Regions from separate parts of the Anas platyrhynchos genome. Here region 1 is linked to region 2. A link is a contact called in public Hi-C data. All regions are on one chromosome and are shown on one strand. The core of a region is the stretch at or near the end of the contact, and the rest is flanking DNA. Distances in the headings are between cores, read along the strand shown.

What was found. Hi-C and Micro-C count contacts between places; a contact is called where the count stands out from the background.
Region 1: a Hi-C map of liver shows a contact between it and region 2, with 2.6 times the contacts expected there. The contact joins the enhancer-like site here to the promoter of KCNE4 in region 2. A contact is called at or near these places in 2 of 8 Hi-C or Micro-C datasets (liver and subcutaneous adipose tissue).

Annotation. Positions count from the first base shown.
Region 1 is chr9:21,551,320-21,555,806 of IASCAAS_PekinDuck_T2T, forward strand. It overlaps LOC106019236 (a long non-coding RNA gene), which reads left to right. Exons shown (of 9, transcript XR_011811326.1): 3 at 290-470; 4 at 1,298-1,425; 5 at 2,533-2,581. Among named protein-coding and RNA genes, the nearest start is that of SCG2, 44 kb to the right of the region's middle. Within about 2 kb of position 2,237, at least 4 of the 8 cell types and tissues checked have an H3K27ac peak or open chromatin away from gene starts, as enhancers often do.
Region 2 is chr9:21,459,521-21,464,069 of IASCAAS_PekinDuck_T2T, forward strand. KCNE4 (potassium voltage-gated channel subfamily E regulatory subunit 4) reads left to right here and starts at 2,411. Exons shown (of 3, transcript XM_021276891.4): 1 at 2,411-2,534. It overlaps LOC140003211 (a long non-coding RNA gene), which reads right to left and starts at 479. Exons shown (of 3, transcript XR_011811460.1): 1 at 295-479.

The sequences.
Region 1 (4,487 bases), core at 987-3,486, 92 kb after region 2:
TTACTTCCAAGGCAGAGACCTGTTTTAATTGCTTGGTATTTCCATGCTTGGTCAGCGTCATAAATTCTCATAGTGAAGTGGGTCTTCGACTCTGTTATCAAATGGATCTGCAAATGTAGACCAGCATTTTTAAGAAGCAGCACCTGGAGGTGATCCCTGAGGTCTGTATGTGCAGGTGAGTGACTTGTGGTCAGATCTGAAAAAGAAGGGAGCACTTGCACTGATAGGACTGTTGAGGTCCTGGATTGGGAGGACTGTGCGACATGATGAACCCTCTTCTTTCCAACAGGCCGTCTTGATAGACCTTGACCCTCCCTCCCGGAGCTGAGCGTGGCTGTGACCTGTCATTGCTGCTCTGCAGTCCCCTGTGAAAGGCAGTACCAAAGGTAACTGCTGCTGCTGGAAGGAAGGACTACTGGAGGACCGACCTATGCTGCTTCCTTTTCCTGAGTGAGAATTGCCTGCTTCAGGTATTAATTATTCAAAGCTGATATTTCTGCACCATTTAGGAAGAATCTGGTGGCCCAAATGGCTCCAAGAATAGCTTCCCTTCGTTATTTTTTAATGTGAACATTTTAGTTTACTTCATCATCCAGGGATGTTCTTGCTAAAATGATATATGTCACTGTGCTGGACACAGATGAAGCATTAAACATCCTACGCTGGTGTTTTTACTTGAATGTTCGGTTGGCAGAGAGCGAAGAGTCCTGTCTCTTAAGATCATGTTATCTCTATCTGACTCTCCAGAGGTATAGATATAGTATTGTGAGAGCTTGATATTGTTGTTGCAAACAAGTGGCCTGCAAGCTGTCTGGTGCACTGCATCGGTTCCGTGCTTGATGAATGTAAGCCTTCTTGACAGATCTCAGGGAGGCTGTAGCTGCTGCAAGCTCTTACCGTACTACAGAGCACTACCAAATAGCAAGGAGTCTTTTGCTGTGCATGTTTCCTTGAGGTCATTGCAACAATACTCCTATCAATCACACAAGCAAACCTCTGCGGTGGCATCACTTGTCTGTCACGTTTAATTTGAAACACAGCTGCGAGGCAGGCTGTCGGAGGAAACATCAAACTGCTGGGGGAAAATGTTTTTCAACCTGCTGCTTGTTACACCCTCGCTACCCCAAAAACAACACATGTGGAAAGGAACCCTTCCTCACTGTGTTCATTTTTGTTGCTGTCGTTGTTGGTTTTAGTTTTTACAACAGGCTGTATTCTGAGGACAAGTAGCTGGACTCTTTCCTCAGGATAGTCATTCTATTATCCTTTTATTTTTTAATTTTTTTTAATCATACAGACAATCCAGCTGGAGTCCAGCCTGAGAGACAGGCATATGAGCAAGTATATAGCAGAGGACTGTTGCTCCACACGCAGTCTCAATACGATGTAGAAAACAGCAGGTGGCTATGATGAGCTGAGCACAAGGTAAGAGAGATGCAATTGGTGTATGAAGCATTGCTCAGAGCACAGCAGCTCCCAAGCCATTCTGTGCAGCTTGTAAGAAGAGAGGCTGGGGGAAATTTTAATTTTACTTTAAATGAAAGTCTGTTAGCCTATCGCACAACAAAATCAGGTGGAGGGGACACTGGCAAATATTTATTGGCTGAAATACTATACCAGTACTTCCTGCCTTTGTTCCTCCCCAGACTACCAAAAAATTGTGCCTAAAACTATTAGAAGAATAGTTATAATAAAGCTGTAGGTTGCTCTCAGGTGCATCAGTTTCCAGTCCCATGTCCCCCCCGGCTCTCCCATCCCTGGGAAATGTGTTTCTCAGTCCATGCTATTTCCCGGTAGGGTAGGTAGGGCACTGCCTGGTGGCTCAGCGTGGCAGAAAAATGTGGGAGGCCCAGTGGGGAAGGTGTTTCTCCACCTCCTCCATCTCCACCTTCCCCACTCCAGCCATGTCTCCCCTGCTGTTTTGCCTCTGGCTCATTTGGTGCCAGCTTGGACGTGTAGGAAGCAATTTAACAGAACAAAAAGCCTCACAAGTTTTCTGGTCAGATAAATCCAAGCAGCTGCTGAGGCAGGTGCCTGGCAGGCAGAGAGAGGTTGGGCTGCCCAGCTAGGGGCAGGAACAGGAAGAAGAAACACACAAGAAGAGGGAGGGTCTTTTGTCTCAGCTGCGACCAAACCAAACGCTGCTGCCAGTGAAACCACAGGAATGGTCTGGAATGGTCTGAGCAGGGGGGGGATCCAGGATAGAGCCTTGGTTCCTGGATGGTTTGGTGACGGTGGAATGCTAGACATCCAAACCCTGCTCTTTGCAAAGATAATGTGCTGCACGCCGTCACAAATCAACCCCAGTTGTCTGAGATCACTTATTTCTACACAGACAGATTAAAAATGGAAAGCAGTCTCCTTGAGATGTTTTTAGGATTTGCTTACGAGCTATCAAGTGTTGCTTGGTTACATCTCCACACATCTGTAGAACAGAAGTTATATTTACATTTCAGAAGATGGGAAAAATTTCCCTCTGTAATATCTGATGTATTACAATGGCCATGACCATCATTTGTTTGGTTGTCACAGGGCTGTCACCGGACTGGCTGATTTGATCCACCCACGACGACAGACCCAAGTGAGTTGCATTTAGGTGAAGCACATATTTTATTTTATTTTTTAATATTCTCTAAATACAGGTGTGTTGGGAAAAAAATATATTGATTTAGGAAAAGTGCCAACTCTGCTCCTAAGTTAGATGTGTAAATGCATAAAGCTCTTATTTTATATGAAGCTGTGAAATACAGAGCTTTGCTGAAATTATAAACAAACAGAAGTCACACATCTGATTAATATTTTTAATTATTATCACTATGGTTATGTTCCTGTTGTGGACTGCTTGAACTGTCTCTGATGTGATGAAATTTGCTCACCAATGTGCTTTCCCTTCCAATGATCTGAGACATCAGCCTTTATCTAAGCAGCAGTCTTGGTGGCGTCAGGGGGAATTTTTCCTGCTTTAGAGTATCTTTGTGGAAGCTCTTTGCCCCATTTTTCAATGATACAGCTTGCCAGGATTGTGTGAGCGTTCTGATATACCTTCCCATCCATATACACGACTATGACTGCTGTCTTCCAGAGCCACAACTTTTTAAAATACACTTCTCCAAGCATTTGGTATCTGTCTGCAGACAGAAGTGAAGAGCCAGGAGAACTTAAAACAAACAAACAAAAAACTTAAAGCACTGTTTGCTTTCTTGTTTTTCCTTTTTCCCCCAGATGTGTTATAATTGGTGATTCTAGTTCATCCTACCTTCAGAACCTTCAGAGCACTGTTTTCTTTCTGTAAATTACTAAAATCTTACAGGTACAAGGGTGAATTTAACCTTATAGGAACTCACCAGTGCATTTAGCACCGTCTTCCTTGAGGATTTTCAGTTACCAGATAAATCAGTACACACAACAGTAAAAAAGCAAAGTGAAACTTAATCTTTACCTGTTTATTCAAATCGCTGGAAGCCTGAGGCACTGCTGATGAGCTGCAGCCATGCAGTCACGTCCGCCAAGGCTGAGCAGATAACGCATGTTTATTTGATAGCCGAACCACATCTTACTCTCATTAGCTGGGAATGATTCATGAGGTCTGAGAAGGCTTTTCCAACTCTTTTTTTTTAAAGAAAAAAAAAAACTTTGGAGTGGCTAAAGTCATGCCTGAAATACATGAGAACCCTGGCCTGATGTAGGAAGCAACCTTCCTTGTTTAACGCCCTGTGCCTCTTCTTGCTGAAGTTGCATTTGTTATTTTCACCATCTTTCCCAGCACTGAAAACGGGGTCTCTCAACAGGGAGAAAAGATAGGAAATCATCTGGGGACTGAGTGACAAAGCGTGTCACCTGAGGAACTACTGTGGGTACCAGTGAGGGACAGCAGCAGGAGACTGGGTGTGCAGGAAGATCCCACCAGGCAGAAGTCCTGTCCATGTTCACAGCCCAGGATCCCTTTCTAGATCCTGTCCTCTAGGGAGAGCTGAGGAAGGAGGGCCATGATGGAGCTCAGAACTCCCTCGTTGCTGCTGAGGCCAGCAATAAATATTTGGCCAGCAGTAAATATTTGGCCACCTCGCTGCCTCAGGAGCCTCTGTATCCTTGGTGCACAGCAGGCAAGCTTCAGCAGGAAGGGTGGCCAACATTCGCTTGCCAAAAGCATGTTGTGGGGGTGTCTTTTGGGTCTGCTCTTAGGATTTGGGAAAGAGTTCAGAAAGTGTAAAGTCTTTTAAAGACTTTCTAAACTAATACCTATTTCTTGAGCATTTCTTTAGCTGTAGGAAGTTATTTTCTAGAAAACAATGTGTACTTCTGCTGTGGTCTCTTAAGAACCATATTCCTAGTTTCTTTGTTATGTGTTGTTTTTTTTTTTTCCCCAACAACAAAAACTGCAGAATAGCACAAGAAAAAGTCAAAAGATGAGGGTATGTTTTACTGATGTAGAGAATAATTTTAAATTTGCTATCTCTTCTAAATAGGCACAGAATACCAAGGACCTT
Region 2 (4,549 bases), core at 1,161-3,660:
TGATAGGTAGTTAATATGGATGCAAGAGGTTCTCATTTGGTTTTCACTTGTGATTAGTGCATATGATTTGTTTTCATTTTACTGTTATAAAAATGCAAATCTACTCTAGTTGTCCTTACTTTGGTTTGTTAACAAGATCTTTCATTTTGCTGTTCATTTTTTAAAGACAGATGAATCCCCCCCAGTTTAACGATGTTAGCGGATGCTACCAAAGTGGCGCATCGCCTGCCTGTAAGAGACCTTGATTGGTTCCCTGATTAATTACAATGCTGTCCAGCATTCGGAGCGCGTTACCTGCCCAGTGCGGCATCCCGCTTGCCTCGGTGCCATGGCAATGTCATTTCCGCAGCAGCCTTTGCTGCCGAGCCTCACTCGTAGCCACGGCAACATTCATGGATGGGTGACACCACACCGGGATGGGTGACACCGTGCCGGGCGGCCCGGGGACAGGGTGGCTGCTCCCGCAGCAATTGCTGCTTTTCGGGCTCCGTTGCAGTCCAGCACATGGCTTTTTCCATGTGCTACTGAACCTACTTGCTTTAAAATTGACCAGTTCTGAAATGAAGGGCTGAGTCAGATAACGGAAATGAAATGAAAGCCCTAATAAATTAGGGGGAAAAGCCTCGGTTCACTGTACTAACAAGACTTCTGGAAATTTAATTTAGTTAATTTGGCTCAGGAAAGCAGATGATTATTGAGAGGAGCTGGGCAATTTATTTGATGTTTCTGAGAGCTGGATAACTGAGTCAATGCCTCTATCTTATTTTATTTTTTTCCCTTTTGAGATTCATCATACCCTGAAACCACTCATTAGAAAAAAAAATACCCCAAAACTACACAGACAACTCGGTATTTTGGCAATGACCTAGGCTTCCCCTAGGGGGCTTTTCATCTGTGAGGAGGCTCTACTCCCTGTAGGAGGTATTGCAGACAGGTGGGCTGTGCGTGAGATGGAGGGAACGACAGGGCTATACCAGAAACTGGCAGTAGCAGTAGACCCTGAGACCTGGAGGTGCTACAGCAACGTCTGCAGTGAGACAGATGACAGATTTGTAGTCAGACAGGCGTGTTGTTTTGGAGTGCTATGTAGAGCTGATCGATCGTCATGCCTATAGACATCAATGGGATATGATGTTATTAGGCTGGCAACTTGCAGAGCTAGTAGGGTTGGTAGGAATTTTATCTACGAAGGGATTTAGGTATTAAGCCTAAAGGGCAGAATATGATTCACCTTATAAAACAAACAAACAAACCCAGCAACTTCAGTGGAAATGACCCCTGGGAGGATTTGCCGTATCTAACGGAAATGAGAAGTTCACAGGCTAAGCCTGTGCTTCTTGACTGCCTGTAATATAGCAGATATTTTCTGTCCTTAGAAATGGAGCTCAGTGGGAGCTGGAGAGAGAGAACTCCTGGGGCCGTGGGCTTCCTACGGGGGCTCAGCATCCCGTGATACGCAGTCTGCTGAGTGCCACAGGGACAGGGCTCCTGGTTGTGAATGATTTTGCCGTTGCTTTTTATCCTTCTCATAGTTGAAAGATAAGAGTTTTGTTTTATTCTGGTCTGTTTCTTTGCAACCATGTCCCACAGGAGAGGAGAATAAGGGTTTTCTCCCCTCGCTGCCTCCAGCCTGCATCCTGGCACAGCTCATCATTCAGTGCCTCAGTGACCATATGCTTTCTGCTCTTTTGTTCTCTTTTGCATGCTCTTCCCAGAGAGCTAGCTTGGTATTTAAAAGAAGACTTTATGATAGACCAAAACTTTGATGGGAATGTGGGCTTATCTTGTTAATTCTTGGGTTTTGGAAAATAACAAAGGGCCATTTTTATTTGAGATGCATTGGTTGGTTCAGCAGAAAATCAAAAAGCTTAATCACCAAGGCTCCTTAATCCCAGAAAGCTGATGTTTTTCTTGTTTTCTTCTTTCCTCGCTTATGCTGGTAGCTAGTCCGAATGCCAAGATATGTCCACAGCAACTAAATCTGCAGACATTTTTTTTCATTTGAAGCTGTTGCTTACAAGCAATTGATTTAGGTTGCATGTTCTCTATGTCTGGGCTCCAGTCCCAGTACGATGTACCAGGCAGCAAGGACTGGAACCTTCCAGATAGATATACCCATTTCTGCTCAAGAATGAGCAACCATTTAAAGAATTTTCTTTAAAGGCCTGGCCAAAACATGTCCCAGCCTTTGGGAGAGACAGGGGAGAGCAAGACGTGGGCGCTCCAGCTGGAAGCATTCCTGGAATGTGCCTTGCGCCAGCGCCGCTGCTGGCGGGGGCAAGGAGTGGGGCTGGCCCCCCAGGGACATGTGGCAACCAAAGTTTATCTTTTGGGAGCAGGAGGGAGCCTTTTCTGGCAGTTTTCTCATAGAGGGCGATATTCAGAGAGCGCTCAGAGCTTTGCTAGGCTGCCCCAGCTGAATGCGCTTGGCAGATGCTCGGTGCTGTTCTGGGGCTCGGAGGACGCGAGGTGTCTCGCTCACGGCAGAGCCAGCCCCATCCCACAGCAGCTTCACTGTGATCGCATGTGGCGCAGTAAGTATGCTGATGAGCAGAAATGCCACAGAAAAGCTACAGGGGACATGGGCAAGCAATGCGAATGCGTGGTGCTGAGGGACGTATCTGCGTGTGGCTGGGTATTTATTGTCTTGTGGTGTTATTTAGACTGTCCTTAAAATCTTTCCCACATCCCTTCTCCCTACAACTACAGGCAAGCAGGTGGTTTTTAGAGGGCTTTGAAGAAGTAACTTTGGCAGGCTGGTTTGTGAAGGACATCAATGTTGAAAATGGGATAACGTGGGAGAAATCAAAGGAGAGGGACCAGAGGTGCAGATGCAGAAGGTGGCGAGAAGCAGGAGTAGCTGTGACCCCACCACGTACGTACAGACTGCGTGAGTGCTGGTTTTCAAAGCAGTGGCATCTAGTTTGCAATTTCAGTTGATGGTTGAAGGACTTGGGATGAGAATGGGCTGTGTCTCCTTGCCTGTACAATGCACAGAGCCTGAGGGTGAGCCCATGGGGCAGAAGGAGCCTGCAAAATAGATGGCTTGTGCGCATCCCCAGCCATGGGGGAGGCTGGCAGGGAACGTGGGGGCTGAGCGAGCACATGATGGGCAAGACAAGCAACGTGGCCTTTTCCCTCTCTGTATTCATCTGGAAATGGGTAGCAGCATATCAAAAAGTCATCGTCATTCAGGATCCTTGCTGCAAACAGACCCCTTGCCTGCAGCACAGCAGCAAAAGGAACAAAGCCCACTGTGCTGCGCCCTTCTGCTGCACGCTGCTGCTGCTTCCCAGCCTGAGCAACCACCACATACCATGAACTGGGTTTACTACACACCATACACAGTTACGGTGCCTTCAGGAACTCTTCTGACCTTTCAGTTTCAGGATTGATTAGCATTCCACTGATACGTGAATATTCAAGTGTGTGTTCATGAAAGTCAGGAAATTCTGTGACTATGGCCACAGCAGGATTCTTCAGTTATGTAACTCAGAGGAGTATTAATTAATTCTGTGTGTCTAGAGATGTTTTTCTTGTATTTCCCCTCTGGAATAGCACTTTTTTTTTTTTTTCTTTTTCCAAAACATGTTGCTTTTCTAGAGCTTGCTAGGAAAATGCAGGATCATCAGTATCTGTGCAGAATTCTCAACTTCCTGTCGCTTCCTAGATTTGAGTGAAATACCAGCTCAATATGAAGAGCAAAAAGACCACACAAGACCACACATTGTTTACTTTGGGCTGATTATTCACATGTTACAAGCAGCCAAGAAAGGAGACTGTTTTCCCCTAGCTCTAAAAGCATAATTCCATCAAACTAATGGCTGTCTTTACTTTAGCAAAGCAAATAGAATCAGGACGGGGTGATATCTCCCCACTGAGATATAAATGCCGGCACATGCAAAATATATCTCCTCTGGTTTCTTCTGTCACTGCAAGTAAGCTGCCCCTGGTAACGGTAGGCAGCTATACGTTATTAAATTCATTTTCTTTGGTGTCACTTTTTAAAAATAAATTTGGGGACTTCATTTTGATTCCTTTAATCAATCTCTGTTGCATTGTCAAAGTCGCTCTTCTTTCTCTGTTCAGTGTATGACGTGGGGACAGCTTTCCGTGGATGGTGTGGCTGTGCCTCATGGGGAGCACAGCAGTGTTTCCCAGGGGGCTGCTCATTTTCTGTCCAGTTTTGATGTCCATTTTTTGCCCATAGGGTGTACCTAACCTGCACGGTATGAACTCACTGTGCTGATGATGGAGATATCAGGGGAGGACTTCTCCTGATGGGCTTTTCCTTGGGCTTTCCTTGTCTCTTGGAGCTCTTTTGAAACTTCTTTCATGCAGGAGGCAAAAAGTAAGGTGGTGGTGGTAGTGCTGGGCTTGGGGGTTTGCATCAGTCAGGGTCTAATGGAAGATTACATCACTGGAGCTCCATCAGTTGTCCCCATGAGGCTGGATTACCTCTGCTGGTGTTAACAGAAAGAAATGAGTCTTTTCTACCAGCGATGGGGGAAGAAATCCCGTTCTGTTAGAGCTGGCACGACCCTGCACT